Regions from separate parts of the Cricetulus griseus genome. Here region 2 is linked to region 1. Evidence: chromatin contacts called from public Micro-C data. All regions are on one chromosome and are shown on one strand. The core of a region is the stretch at or near the end of the contact, and the rest is flanking DNA. Distances in the headings are between cores, read along the strand shown.

Evidence for each region. Hi-C and Micro-C count contacts between places; a contact is called where the count stands out from the background.
Region 2: a contact with region 1 is called in a Micro-C map of the CHO-K1 cell line, with 2.4 times the contacts expected there. The contact joins the enhancer-like site here to the promoter of Frmd6 in region 1. A contact is called at or near these places in 2 of 8 Hi-C or Micro-C datasets (the CHO-K1 cell line and fibroblasts).

What each region holds. Positions count from the first base shown.
Region 1 is chr5:132,549,489-132,555,684 of CriGri-PICRH-1.0, forward strand. Frmd6 (FERM domain-containing protein 6) reads right to left here and starts at 3,960. Exons shown (of 14, transcript XM_035445933.1): 1 at 3,936-3,960.
Region 2 is chr5:132,665,663-132,671,858 of CriGri-PICRH-1.0, forward strand. No RefSeq gene overlaps it. Among named protein-coding and RNA genes, the nearest start is that of Frmd6, 120 kb to the left of the region's middle. Within about 2 kb of position 3,264, at least 3 of the 6 cell types and tissues checked have open chromatin away from gene starts, as enhancers often do. A contact at or near this core is called in the CHO-K1 cell line and fibroblasts, where this site is marked.

The DNA.
Region 1 (6,196 bases), core at 2,710-5,209:
GTCTACATAGGTCAGTGCTACATAGTAAGACCCTGTCTCAAAACAACAAAAACCTGTCTCATGTTTTATTTAAAAAAAAATAACAGCAAAAAACAGTTGGGCAGTGGTGGGGCACACTTTTACTCCCAGCACTCAGGAGGCAGAGGCAGGTGGATCTCTGTGAGGTGGAGGCCAGCCTGGTCTACAAGAGCTAGTTCCAGGGCTACACAGAAAAACCCTATCTCAAAAAACCAAAATAAATAAATAATAATAACAAAACTAAACAAAAACTCCATAATTATACAAAGACTGGTGGGAAACGTGCATCAGAGTCCTTTTAACACAGGTGTAAATTAGGAGTCAGGCCAGGCAGTGGTGGTGCATGCCCTTCAATCCCAGCACTCGGAAGGTAGAGGCAAACAGATCTCTGTGAGTTCCAGGACAGCTAGAGTTGTTACATAGAGAAACTGTCTTGAAAAACAAACCGATCAATCTTCTCTTCTAAACTACTTGTTCAGACAAAGAAGGGGGCAGAGGGTTGAGGCTAGTCAAACAAGAACCAAATACGCTTGAAACCACAAACTCTTACAGCTGGATTCTATTGAGGACTATAAGCACCTGAAACTTTTTTTTTTCCTGTTAAAGAAAAGCTGGAATCCGGTAACTTAAAGAGAAGCTTTTTTCAAGGCTAGCCACCTACATGCTTTATACCTCCTGTTTTTACACTAAGGAACAGACTGCTTGTACTGCACTGGGTCCCTGGGAAGCTTCCATGGGAATAACAAGAACCCTCTCTGCTTTCGTTCAGAAAGCTTTCTATTTTGGAGATTTAAAATAACATTAAAGTGACTTTGGAAGAAGCCAATGAAATGTGGTTCTCAACTCAGAAACGGGCCTATGGGATAATTTGTGGATGCCATCTGGGATCCAGGCAGCGTCATCAACAAAAGGGAAACTTGTTGAGATCATCCAAATCTAAAATTCACATACATTTTTACATCTGGATTGAATTAATCTTTTCTTGGTACTGGCTTTCATGTAATAAAATAATTGTTTGCAGGTTTCACTTTAAACACACACACACACACACACACACAGAGAGAGCTTTAGAAATCAAAATGTATAACATCCAAGTTGAAAACTACAAAGAATTCCTTTATCAGAGAGTTGGCTGTGAGGCAGGAGTCATTTACACAAAACTTAAACCTGACGGCTCAGTCAAAAACAATCTATTTGAAACTTGCATTCCCATTATGTCATAAGTTCTGAAAGCCAAAAGCTCAATAAGCATAGTTAAATGTGGAATAGTCTACAACAGCCCCCAATTCAGCCAGCCCAGTTGAATGACAGATTTTTTAAAACCTATATAGCACACTGGCATGTTGTCTTAAAGGCAGGGCTCACGCCTGCTCAGGATGCTTTCAAGGCATTTTCCTGTAAAACTAGGGCTACCTTAATTCTCCATGCTAAGATTGTGTACTTGAAGCTGGTGTCTTACTGGTTAGCCCCCAACAGGAAGGGATGAAGAAGACAGAAAGATTTCCTGTGCCAAAATGTTTTGAGCCCTGCCAGAATTGCCCATTAGTGTGGCCCAACAGTGTGAGATCACAGGTATTCCGCAAGCAACTCAAAACCGGTGGGGGAAGAATTTAACTTTTTGGAGAAGATATCCTGCAGATAACTTGATATGGGATATCCCCTGCAATCTCCCTCTATCTAATAATCCTACTAGGAAATATGAAGTCAGTATATTTACAAACATAACCCCCCAAAAAAAAACCCCCCACATTTCAATGTCAACTATCTCCAATTGTGGAGTATTCTCATTTTCAACAGAAATCTGTCATTTTTCAAAACTACACCCAAGGAAAATGATTAGGTGCTAGAAGTTTTAGTACAAAGGAGCAAAAGGCATCTGTTTCACTGCCCTTCCAGCTCTCTTCCCCTCCCCCATTCTCCATCCTGCAAGCCATTTGTAGGTCTTGGTTGTTAAAACTTTCTACAGCAGTCTCAATATTCTAGATTCCGGATAAGGAAAACCAAAAAAAACCTTCTTGTTCCTTTAACAAAGCTGGGCCTAAATTTATGCACTGTTATTAAGAAGAAAAACCCAAAAGTCACAAGCCTTTTAAATGACAGATGTATTACGGAAAAATTTCCCCACCGAGTTTTGATGCTGTGAAATATCAACTCCCTGAAACCACAGAAAGGAAATGACTTACATTCTTGGAAAATGAAGCCACTAGCAGCTTTCTCCAAAAGCATTCTCTAATCCCCAAACTACACCCTGTGGCAACTGAGGGTATTTTGTGCAAAAACTAAATGTAAGTAGATGCTTAGAACCAGTAAACAAACATCACCAGGTCCAAAGAAAGGAGGGAATCATGCGTGGAAAATCCGGCAAGGTACACTTTCCCTCCACATTCAGAAGTGCCTAGAACCCTTGCGTAAGTTTTCTTTCCCCGCTGTGGGCACTACACAGCTCCCGAGGGCAATGCTAGCAAAACAGACTGGCTGCTTAAATAAATAAATAAACAAAACCAAAAAAGGTGTAAGGGGGCCAATGAGGTAATATTTCTTCCGATACCAGCCGCACAACTGCACGGTCTGAAAAACGGTGCCAGCTTTTATTTCAACTTTAAATGTGCTTGTTTTGACAGCTTTCCATCTATCCCTGCCTTTAAGAAAGCGCCCCACCATTAGGCTATAAGCCATCCTGGAACTCTAAGTGTTGTTTTAGTCCTGTAGACCTCACAGGGGTGGCCCCCAGCTGTCCACATCTCCGCCTTCCCAGAGAAGAGGCTAGTGGTCTCCTTTGCCTGGCGGTGTTAAGTTCCTCCAGAAACCCAAATTCTGCAGGCCTCACCCCCAACCCGTGTATCCCTGAGGCCCCCTTCAGGGGCTTCCCACACTAGGCAATTGCGGGGACACCGGACGACCGCACTGGGGTGCTGCCTTCCCGAAGCCAGCTGCCCGGCCTGCGCACACAACAGGCAATACCGCACAGCGCTCGAACACCCGGCTCATGACTGGTCCCAGCTAGTCAGACGGGGCGCCACAAGCAGGCACCCCACGAACCGGGGTCTCGGAGTTCGGGGCGCAGGATCGCAGCGCCCGGCACCCCCAGCTCCGCGCCTCCCTCACGGCCGCGGCTGCCCCGGGGCCCCAGCCTGGGCGAGCTCCGACTCGCGGAGAGGCGACTTGCCCGCCCGGTGCCCGACGCCCAGAGAGCCCGTGAGAGAAAAGAAAGACGCCGAGAGCGGCACTGCCGGGAATCGCACTTTAGACCAGCAGGGGGCACAGCGGCGGCCGGGGTGCACCGTCCCAGAAAGGGGGCCAGCAGGCCCGCGCCCGCTCCCGCTCCCGCGCGTACCTCCAAAGTCGCCAGCGCCAGGCGTCCGCCTCGGAACCGGCGTCTGCTCCAGCGGCGCCGAGCCTTCTCGCTGCTCGCAGTCCTTCTGCCGCCGCCAGACCAACGCTGCGGCTGCCCCGCCTCCCGCCCCCGCCTTCCGCTCCGCCCCCTCGAGCCCACGCCCACGCCCCGCCTAAGACACGCCCCTCCCTGCCAGAGGTCCCGCCCCTCCCCGAGTTGGAAACCGAGGAGGAGCAGCGGAAGAAGCCTAGAGCTAGGGATCGCGGCCGCACGTGGAGCGCTGCCCTCCCATCCCCAATCCGCCCCGGACCTAACCAACAATCCCAGGGAGGGGTGAAGCTGCCTGGGGGGTGAAGGAATGCCGGCGACAGCCGTCTCTCTTCTGATCCCCGGATAACCAAGCCAGGCTCAAATGGAATGCATAGAGTGGACTCTGGTTTTGCATGCCTTTTCCCGGTGCGACGGAGGCCAGGGCGCGAGGGTAGACTGTCTGCTCCCCCCTCCGTCTGAATGGTCCACTTCTCCACTCTGCCCCCGCACCTCCAGCCCCCTTGCCGCACCCTAGTAGGCCTAGACGGGTTACCTGTGGGTGGCTGTTTGACCTGAGTTCCCGCTCGATAATTCGGAACAAACAGGGGCGGCCACTCCGAGAGGAGGCGGCCCCCCAGTGGAGGAGGCTTCGTGACTCCTCGGTCCCCTCCTGTCCCGCTCCCACCTCGCCCTTCACAGCTTTATCCTGCATTCAGGATGTGGGCGCGGCCCAAACCCATCCGCCCCCGCTCAGTCTGTCTCTCCAGGTTGACACAGCCTCTGCCTATGGCCCTCAAAAAAAACCGATGTTTGCCCTAGGTGAAGGTGGCCCGCGCGGCCGCGAGTGGTACAAAAGGCAGCAAGAAATGATTTCATTAGCCCTAAAGACCCCAGTAGAGCGTGGAGGTTTCCTTGGCTCCTTTAGTCGTCAGGTGGAGAAGTGAAGTCCACTTGTCTATTTTGCACCCATTTGGACCTGCAGCGGAGACTGGCAGGGTAGGGAGAGCGACCCCAACTGGCCATGAGGCTTGCCACCCACAGAACTACACACTGTTTTGTGTTCTGTGGGCGTTGCTGCTCTAATGAGGGGGCGGTCTGTGTGTCTGGCTTTGCCAGGTAGGTGCAGAGACCCGAGAAAGAATACTTGATACTGGGCAGAAGAAGCTTTGAACTCGTCCTTTTTTTTCCCGATCCATACATAGCTATATAAAGCTATCTGTTATTGACTGAATAGACGACGTTCCTTATCTGTGTGATTGTTTGAATAGCCAAAGGTGGTCTAATTTAGGGTTCCTTACAGATGCTTGAGACAGCTTCTGTCTTAGGATTTCTATTTCTGTGATTAAACACCATGACCAAAAACAAAGGATTTATTTCAGCTTACAACTCTCAGGCCACACACTTTGTCACCGAAGAACGTCAGTGCAGGAACTCGGTGCAGAAACCCGGTGTCAGGGCTTGGATAAGTGTTGCTTACTGGCTTGGCTCAACTTGCTTCCTTAAAGTAACCAGGACCATCAACCCAGGGGTGGCACACATGTGAGCTGTGCCCTCTGACATCAGCCATCAATTAATAAAATGCACCAAAGGCCAATGTGGTCAGGGGCATTTTCTCAGTTGAGGTTCCGTGTTCTTCCCAAATGACTAGCTTGTGTCAAGTTGACATAAAGACTAAACAGTACACCCCCTCAAAAGCCTTTCCTGTTTGGAGAGCATGAATATTAAGCATTGTGATCGCATACCTTTTTCTCAGGCAGTTCCTAGGAAAATCACTCTCAGAGCTTACAGTTGTGGCTTGTTTATGGAAAGCAAAACCAAAGTGTGTTTCAATAAAAAGCCTTTCACTGTCATATTAATAAAAAATACTAGTTAACAGTAGTGAATTGTTGATGTCTTGTATTGTGTTTAAAGTAGATAACGGGTCAGAGAAGTGGCTTATGAGTTAAAAGGCACTGGTGCCCAAGTCTGACTACAGGACCCACCTGCTGGAAGGGGAAAACCAACTCCTAGAGGTTGCCTCTGGCTTCTCCATGAGCATGGGAGCAAAAGACCTTTTATCTCACTTTTTATACTTACGAAGGATGGGTACTTGTTGGGTATTAGTAATAATTTATTTGGTATTTAATGAGATAAACCAGCATTTATTGTATATGATAAATGAGAAACATATTACTGTTTTGGAAAAGAGTTCCTAAATATGATTTATTTTCAGGTTTCATATATTAAAATCCATCAGAGAAAAAAACAACAACATACTGCTAGATTGTGAAACTTAACTGCAACTATTGAAACAATTAGGTAACCAAAAGAGCAAAATATTCTAAAAAGCTTTAAAATGTTTAAGATTGAATTTATTGTCCAGGATTAGATTGTGGTAAGACTTAATATGTGAATTTTTTTTTCTGAATTGTAATGGCCATATTAACAGCGTGAACCACACAGTAATCACACTCTTACATGATAAATTTTGTAAACTACTTCAGACTTTGTAAATCAGTTTTATAAATCCCTGCAACATAAAATGCCAGAAGAGTTGCCCTGGAAGCAACACACAATCCACTAAGGATAGAAAGGGGACTGAGAAAGGACACATTTCTTATCACGGGATATGGTTTTTAATATGCTTGTTACAGTGAGGAATGCAGTTCTGGGTGTAGTCTGGTTTTCTCCTTTGAGATGGAGATCTAGTTTATTTTCACTGGTACAAGGAGATGTTTCTCTAAAGTGGAATGCTTCACCAGTGACACATTCTGAGCATCTTAAATTGTTACTTTTTCCAAAGCACTTAAAAATCAGCATGATACATTTTTAGTT
Region 2 (6,196 bases), core at 2,014-4,513, 120 kb after region 1:
CAACTCCTTCTGCCTCTACCTCCTGGGTGCTAGGATTACAGAGGTGTACCGCCTGGTCCCTGCCCTTTTAGGAGTTTTGATCTAGAGTATCATTTTCTGTGAGATGGACACTGCTCACTTGTCAAGGGAAAAAGCATCTTGAGGGAGTGGGGGACATACAAGCCCAAATGCCATTTCCATCAAAATGTCAGAGAGGCGAGGGCTGCTCCATATTCATACACTTTCAATTGGCTCTAGTTTAAACAGTATGCTGAGTGCCATACAAGGAGTGCAAATAACAGATACCTTTTACATTCCCCCAAGCGATTTGTGATTTGGAGGTGAGAGGGAGCGCACAGATTGTCCTCCAGGGTAAATTTCTTCGTGCTGTCCTGTGGCTCTCAGCATTAGCAGATAGGGGTTTGGCACCAGAATCATGTTGGTTCAGTGAATGTGTGCCTGGTGCAAGAGAGCCAATGTTTCAGGTGTGGTCCTCACTTCTAAAAGGAGAGCATTCTAGCTGCAGAGATGGGACACAGCCAGCAAAAGAGGGCATGGCAACAAGGACAGATGAGTTCAGAGAAGACAAGCTGTTCCTTGCTTGCTATTCTATTCTGAAATACATGACCATTCACACCATAGACCTGGCCCCATTGGCTGTTGGAGGGCTGGAAATAGATGATTAATTTCTAAAATAAGACTTTAGGCATTACTTGCATTCAACTATATCATGAAATTAAATAAGCCTATCTAAGTAATATTGAAACCCAATCCTGCTCTTTAATTGACTTTAGCTTTCGTTTCTTCAAGTTTTGTTTTGCTTTCAGGTGAGTACCTGTGCTGGTTAGTTTTGTTTGTTTGTTTGTTTTTGTCAACTTGACACAACCTACAGTTACCTGGGAAAATGGAACCTTAGACGAGAAAATGCCTCCATCAGATTGGCCTGTAGGCAAATCTGTAGGAGATTTTTCTTGATTGATGACTGATGTAGGAGGCTTCCATGAAGGGCTGAGGGTGGTGCCACTCCTGGGCAGGTAGGTGGTCCTGGGTATATAAAATGGTAGCTGAGCAAGCCATGGGGAGCAAGCCAGTATGCAGTGTTCCTCCATGGGCTTTGGTTCTGCTTTAGTTCCTGACTCCAGGTTCCTGGCCTGACTTCCCTCCATGATAGAGTGTAAGCCATAAGATAAAATACCCCATTTCTTCCATCTCCAAGTTGCTTTTGGTCATGGTCTTTACCATAGCAATAGAAAACACATGAAGACAGTGACCCCCTCCCCTGTATTTCCCCATCCATCCATCCATCCATCCATCCATCCATCCATCCATCCATCCATCCCAATATGCTATAAACTGGGTCAGTTGCTGAGAATCCAAACAGTAGAGGGGCAGGGCACTCACTGCCTTCAGAACAGGTTCTGCAGAAAACAGCATTGCCCTGTTCCTGTCTGGATCTGTTTGGCCACCACACTGAACTAGTTAATGTCTCTGAGACAGAATGATAAGCTCTCTAAATGGATTCTACCTCCTAAGAGTGTGTGTCATCACTGGTCCTCAAATATTGACTTGAGTGCAAGAACCTGGGGTTCTCACTAAAATGCAGATCTCATTCGATATGTCCAAGATCCTACATTGCTAATTTGCCCCCCAGGTGACGCTGCTGCTGCTGGTCCTTAGACCCTCCTCTGAAGGGCAAGTCCTGTAGTGCATCAAGAAGCTGTCCGACTCTGAACTTTTGATCTCAATCTCTCTTTTTCAATTCAAGCTTCAACCAGCCCCAATTATCTTTTCTTCTACTTTAAGTACACAGCTTCCCAGAGGTGCTTCAGCTGGGACCTCATCTCTCCAATCTTTTCCACACTTGCCTTTCCAAACGTTGAGAGTTTAAGTCTAGACTTTTATCTCAGACATTCTTTAATGTGGCTTCAGAAATGCACTGAGATGAGACCACTTCGGAGTGAGAAAGGTCAGGGCTCATCTCCCTAACCCTGCCAGGACGTGTCAGGAATCCATTGTGATCATGCCTGCTGTGTTTTGCAGACCCTCTGGGGGCACCTGCAATGAATTTCGATATCCGAAAGCTGCAGAGTCCCTAACAGCTTCTGGGTGGTTGAGAATAAATTGTCAACCTTCCAATTTAGAGGTTCCAGGAAGAAAACAAGGACAAATTCCAGCTATGTTTGTATGTCTTGTAGTGCTTAACAATCATGACCATTCTCAATTGTTTTCTGCTAATGACTTTTTAATTGTTCTGTATTTGGTCTATCTGTGTGTCTGTCGGTCTACTTGCCTGTCTGTCTGCCTGACTGCCTGTTGTCTGTCTGTCTGCCTGCTTATTTATCTTGTGTATATCACATGTGAATATATCTGTTTCTGTGTATGCAAATGTATGTATGTGTGTGCATGTGGAGGCCAAAGACTGATGTCTGGTGTCTCTCCACCATATGTTTGAAAACAGTCTCCCTCTGAAGCTGGCTGGCTGCCTGTGTCTACCTTTCTCTTTTGGGGTAACAGATGAGTATTCTGTGGTGTGCCAGGAACTGAAGTCTCCTTTCTCTGTGACAGGCTCTCAGCCTACTGAGTTACCTCCTTAACCTCTTTTTCTGACTTTAAGTGGTGCCTGTCCTCTGGTGATGCAGGTTTAATTATGCTTTTATAGATAATAGGAATTCACTTCTAAGATCTATGAATCCTTGAGTACCTACCACTGTTTTTATTAGCATATAGTTCTCACATCCCCTCCCTAAGATTTCTGCACGTGTCAACATGAATGTTGTATGACATTGTTTAGGCAGTCTGGATTAGCATGCCATTCTATTTATTTACGAAAGGCTGTTTTTTGCTTGCTTATTTGTTTGTTATTTCTTTCAGGGCTACCCCAGAGTCCCAATATCTACCTAATCTCAAGAGTGGGTACTATGCCACTCTCCAAAAATATGTGTCTTTTGAGAACAAAAAAACCATTCTTCTTATATTTGGTGTTCCTTTAGCATGATCATGAGATTATTCAGGGCATCATATTTCAGGTAACGATAAAGAAACTATCACAAAAGTAAGTGAGCATCACAAGTTTGTTAAAAAAAATACATTTGGATGGGACACATAAAGTTTGCATGGGAACGGAAAAAATGATTTCCTTAAATGGGGCCATGCAAATGAACGCTATAGAGTCCTCTATATACAATGCCAGATGGAAAGATGTGTTTGGCTAGGACACACCAGGCTGGGCTATGAATCACCCAGTGCCTCTCTAAGCCTGTAACAGAATGTGTATATGATATAAACCAGAAAGGGCTGCATTTAAACTCTGACTCATGGAGCAAAGCTTGTGGCTTCTTGGGGAGGATCAGGAATAAGCATGACATCCGGCTTGGGAAGCCTCCACTTCCTGGAAAAGAGTGGGGTGCACAGAGCTCCCAGTGTCACATGAGGTAGAATTATGTAACCTGTCAAAGGCCCTAACTCTGGGGCAAAGAATTTTGTGCTCCACCCCAACCGCACACTGGTGTAAATATTTTAGGTTCTCCATAACATCAGAGTTAGGACTGACTTTCCTGGAATGAAATTCTAAAATAAATTGACAGCCAAATACTCTGTGGAATTTCTAAATGCCAACAGGTTTGTTACTATTATATAATGCAGCAGTTTTGTTTTTAGATAGGCTCTTTCTCTTTTCACAACATTAGTGTTTCCAAAATTTCTGTATTCCCTGCACCACGGGGTTCTAGTTCTTGGTTAAGGAGAGAAGCAACGAGGGTGTACAAAGAATATTTTGCTATTTCTTTCAGTGTGAAATTTTCCTGGTCTGAAGCACTGGAATATTTTTTGTCATTATGAATCATTTTTCTGGACCTCTGTTACCCAAGTTTTTAAAATCAGTTCTCTGTACAGATACTATCTCTAGTTTTGATTTTTTTTTTTTTTATGACTAAGGTCTTTGATGGCATCAGAAGTGCCCAGGGCTGGAAGACAGTCTCAGAAGGTCTTGTCAGAACTTTGATCAAAGAGAAAACCACATGCTTATACTCCACACGTGTGCATGTGCCTGGGCTGCCACCGGTAGCCGTCCAGGGACAATTGTTTTTGTTTTTGTGTAGCATCCCTTTCATCTCCTCCTCCTCTGTAGAGCTGGAGACACAGCCTAAGGCTTTGGTAATGCTAGGCAGGTTCACCACCATCAAGCTGCATCCGGAGCCCTGCCTTTCCTATTGTCAGTGTTATTATACTAGCCCCACCCCCAAGTTTTCGTACAGTGAGTTTCCGGTGCCTTATGATTCCAAACGTGAGTCAAGTGTGTGGCCAATGCCAATTTAAGCAGAAGGACCCTAGAAATATTGCAGGGACTACAGGAAAAAGCCATTTTCTTTTTCCTGGTGAACTGCTACATACAAACTTGAGATGGGTTTTCCTAATGGAAGGCAGAGAAACTCAGCACCTACTAAGAGTCTTCATAAAGACATATTCAAAATTGCCTTTAGTCCTGGAATTTCCATGAACCAGTAAGTCCCCTTTTTACTTAAGATAATTTGGGTTCAGAAATTGATTTTTATTTTTTGGTCATAGAAACTTAGAATTTTCACGTTTTGCCACCAAGTATTCAAAAAATTTTATTATCTTGTTATTGATGTTTATAATAAAATGTCAATATGCCATCTCAAAGAAAACACAGTCCAATGAACAGTTTAGGTAGCTTTAGAAGAGTTTGAGTTTTTTCACAATGGAAATTTTTTTATTTCTCTCTCCCATCATATATTTTTCCAGGATTAAGATATTAATCTGACATTAGTGAATGGTAAGATCAGTTGATTAGACCTCCTCTGTTTTTATTTACTTATTATTATTATTTGTGTGTGTGTGTGTGTGTCTGTGTGTGTGTGTGTACATATTCCCTGCTTTGTTGTCAGGGAGAGATTGTGAAATGGGAGAAAAGCAGAAAAAAAAAAGTCTAGATTTATCAGTTTGACGAATACATAGCTGTTTGCATTTGTTTTAATGGCAATAATACTCTTGCTATCAGAGCAGCATTTATTGAAAGCTTTCTGTATGGGCAGCACAGTAGACCATTCATATCCACAAGTTCCCACTGGTAGACTCGCCAGAGGAGGCTCAAAAATATCTGGGCAATAATTCTTCTATCTGTATTGAACACGTACAGAGTTTTTCTCTTTGTTATTCCCTAAACAATACTAAGCAACAACTATCTACAATTTATTCAGCATAATATTTGAACCAGGGATGATCTGAAGTGTATGTATAGGACGACGCAGAGATTATATGCAAACATTGCATCATTTTGTATTAGGAAGTTGAAAACCCATGGATTTTAGTATCCTGGGGGATCCTGGAACTCATCTCCCATGGAGACAAAGGAGGACTGTACTAGGCAGCAGGGTTCACATAAACTAGCCTATTGTCCTTAACTTTCTTTGCAGGCCATGAGTGGTGGTGAACTTGGCTCTGGGGGCAGGAAAAGAACTGTTGATGTGTAAAATTTGCCTAATTCTGTGGTATAAAAGCTCCACCTTGGATTTCAAGCAACCCATAGTTCAAACAGTGTCTCTCCAGGATCATCCACATTTAACCATCAGCTCTTGGAAGCAGGTGGGATGGACTCCAGTTTATCACTAGAGGAATATATGGTGGAGAACAGTTAATGCAGTTTGCCCAAATCCAGCAGTGTAAACCTAAGACTGTCCAGCTCCTGAGCTCAGAGTCTGACTTCTGGGCTCCTTCCCTGCTTCCAAGAGCTGATGGTTAAATGTGGATGATCCTGGAGAGACACTGTTTGAACCAAGGGTTGCTTGAAATCCAAGGTGGAGCTTTTATACCACAGAATTAGGCACAGAATCTCGGGTCAGGCTTTCACTACTTCATTTGAAGAAAGCACATGACATTGCAAACACCGCTTACATGTGTGTTGCATTAAAACAGATGTCATGTTAAAAGAACAGTTAAATTGCTTCCATGTTGTATATTAAGATCCATTATTAAATATGACATACACCAACCCCTCTGGCCAACAGTCACCAGCTCTCCTGCCATAGAATGTTCTAAAGGTAATTTGCCCAGTGCATGTCTGGCATTGTAAATGAAAACTGGAGACATAGCTTAAAAACTGGAATTTCAGTCAGCAGATCTATGAGCATAGTTCGACTCCAAACCTTACAGTAATTCATATCTTGCCACTTTTCTTAATCTTATATAAGCCTTTCCAAGA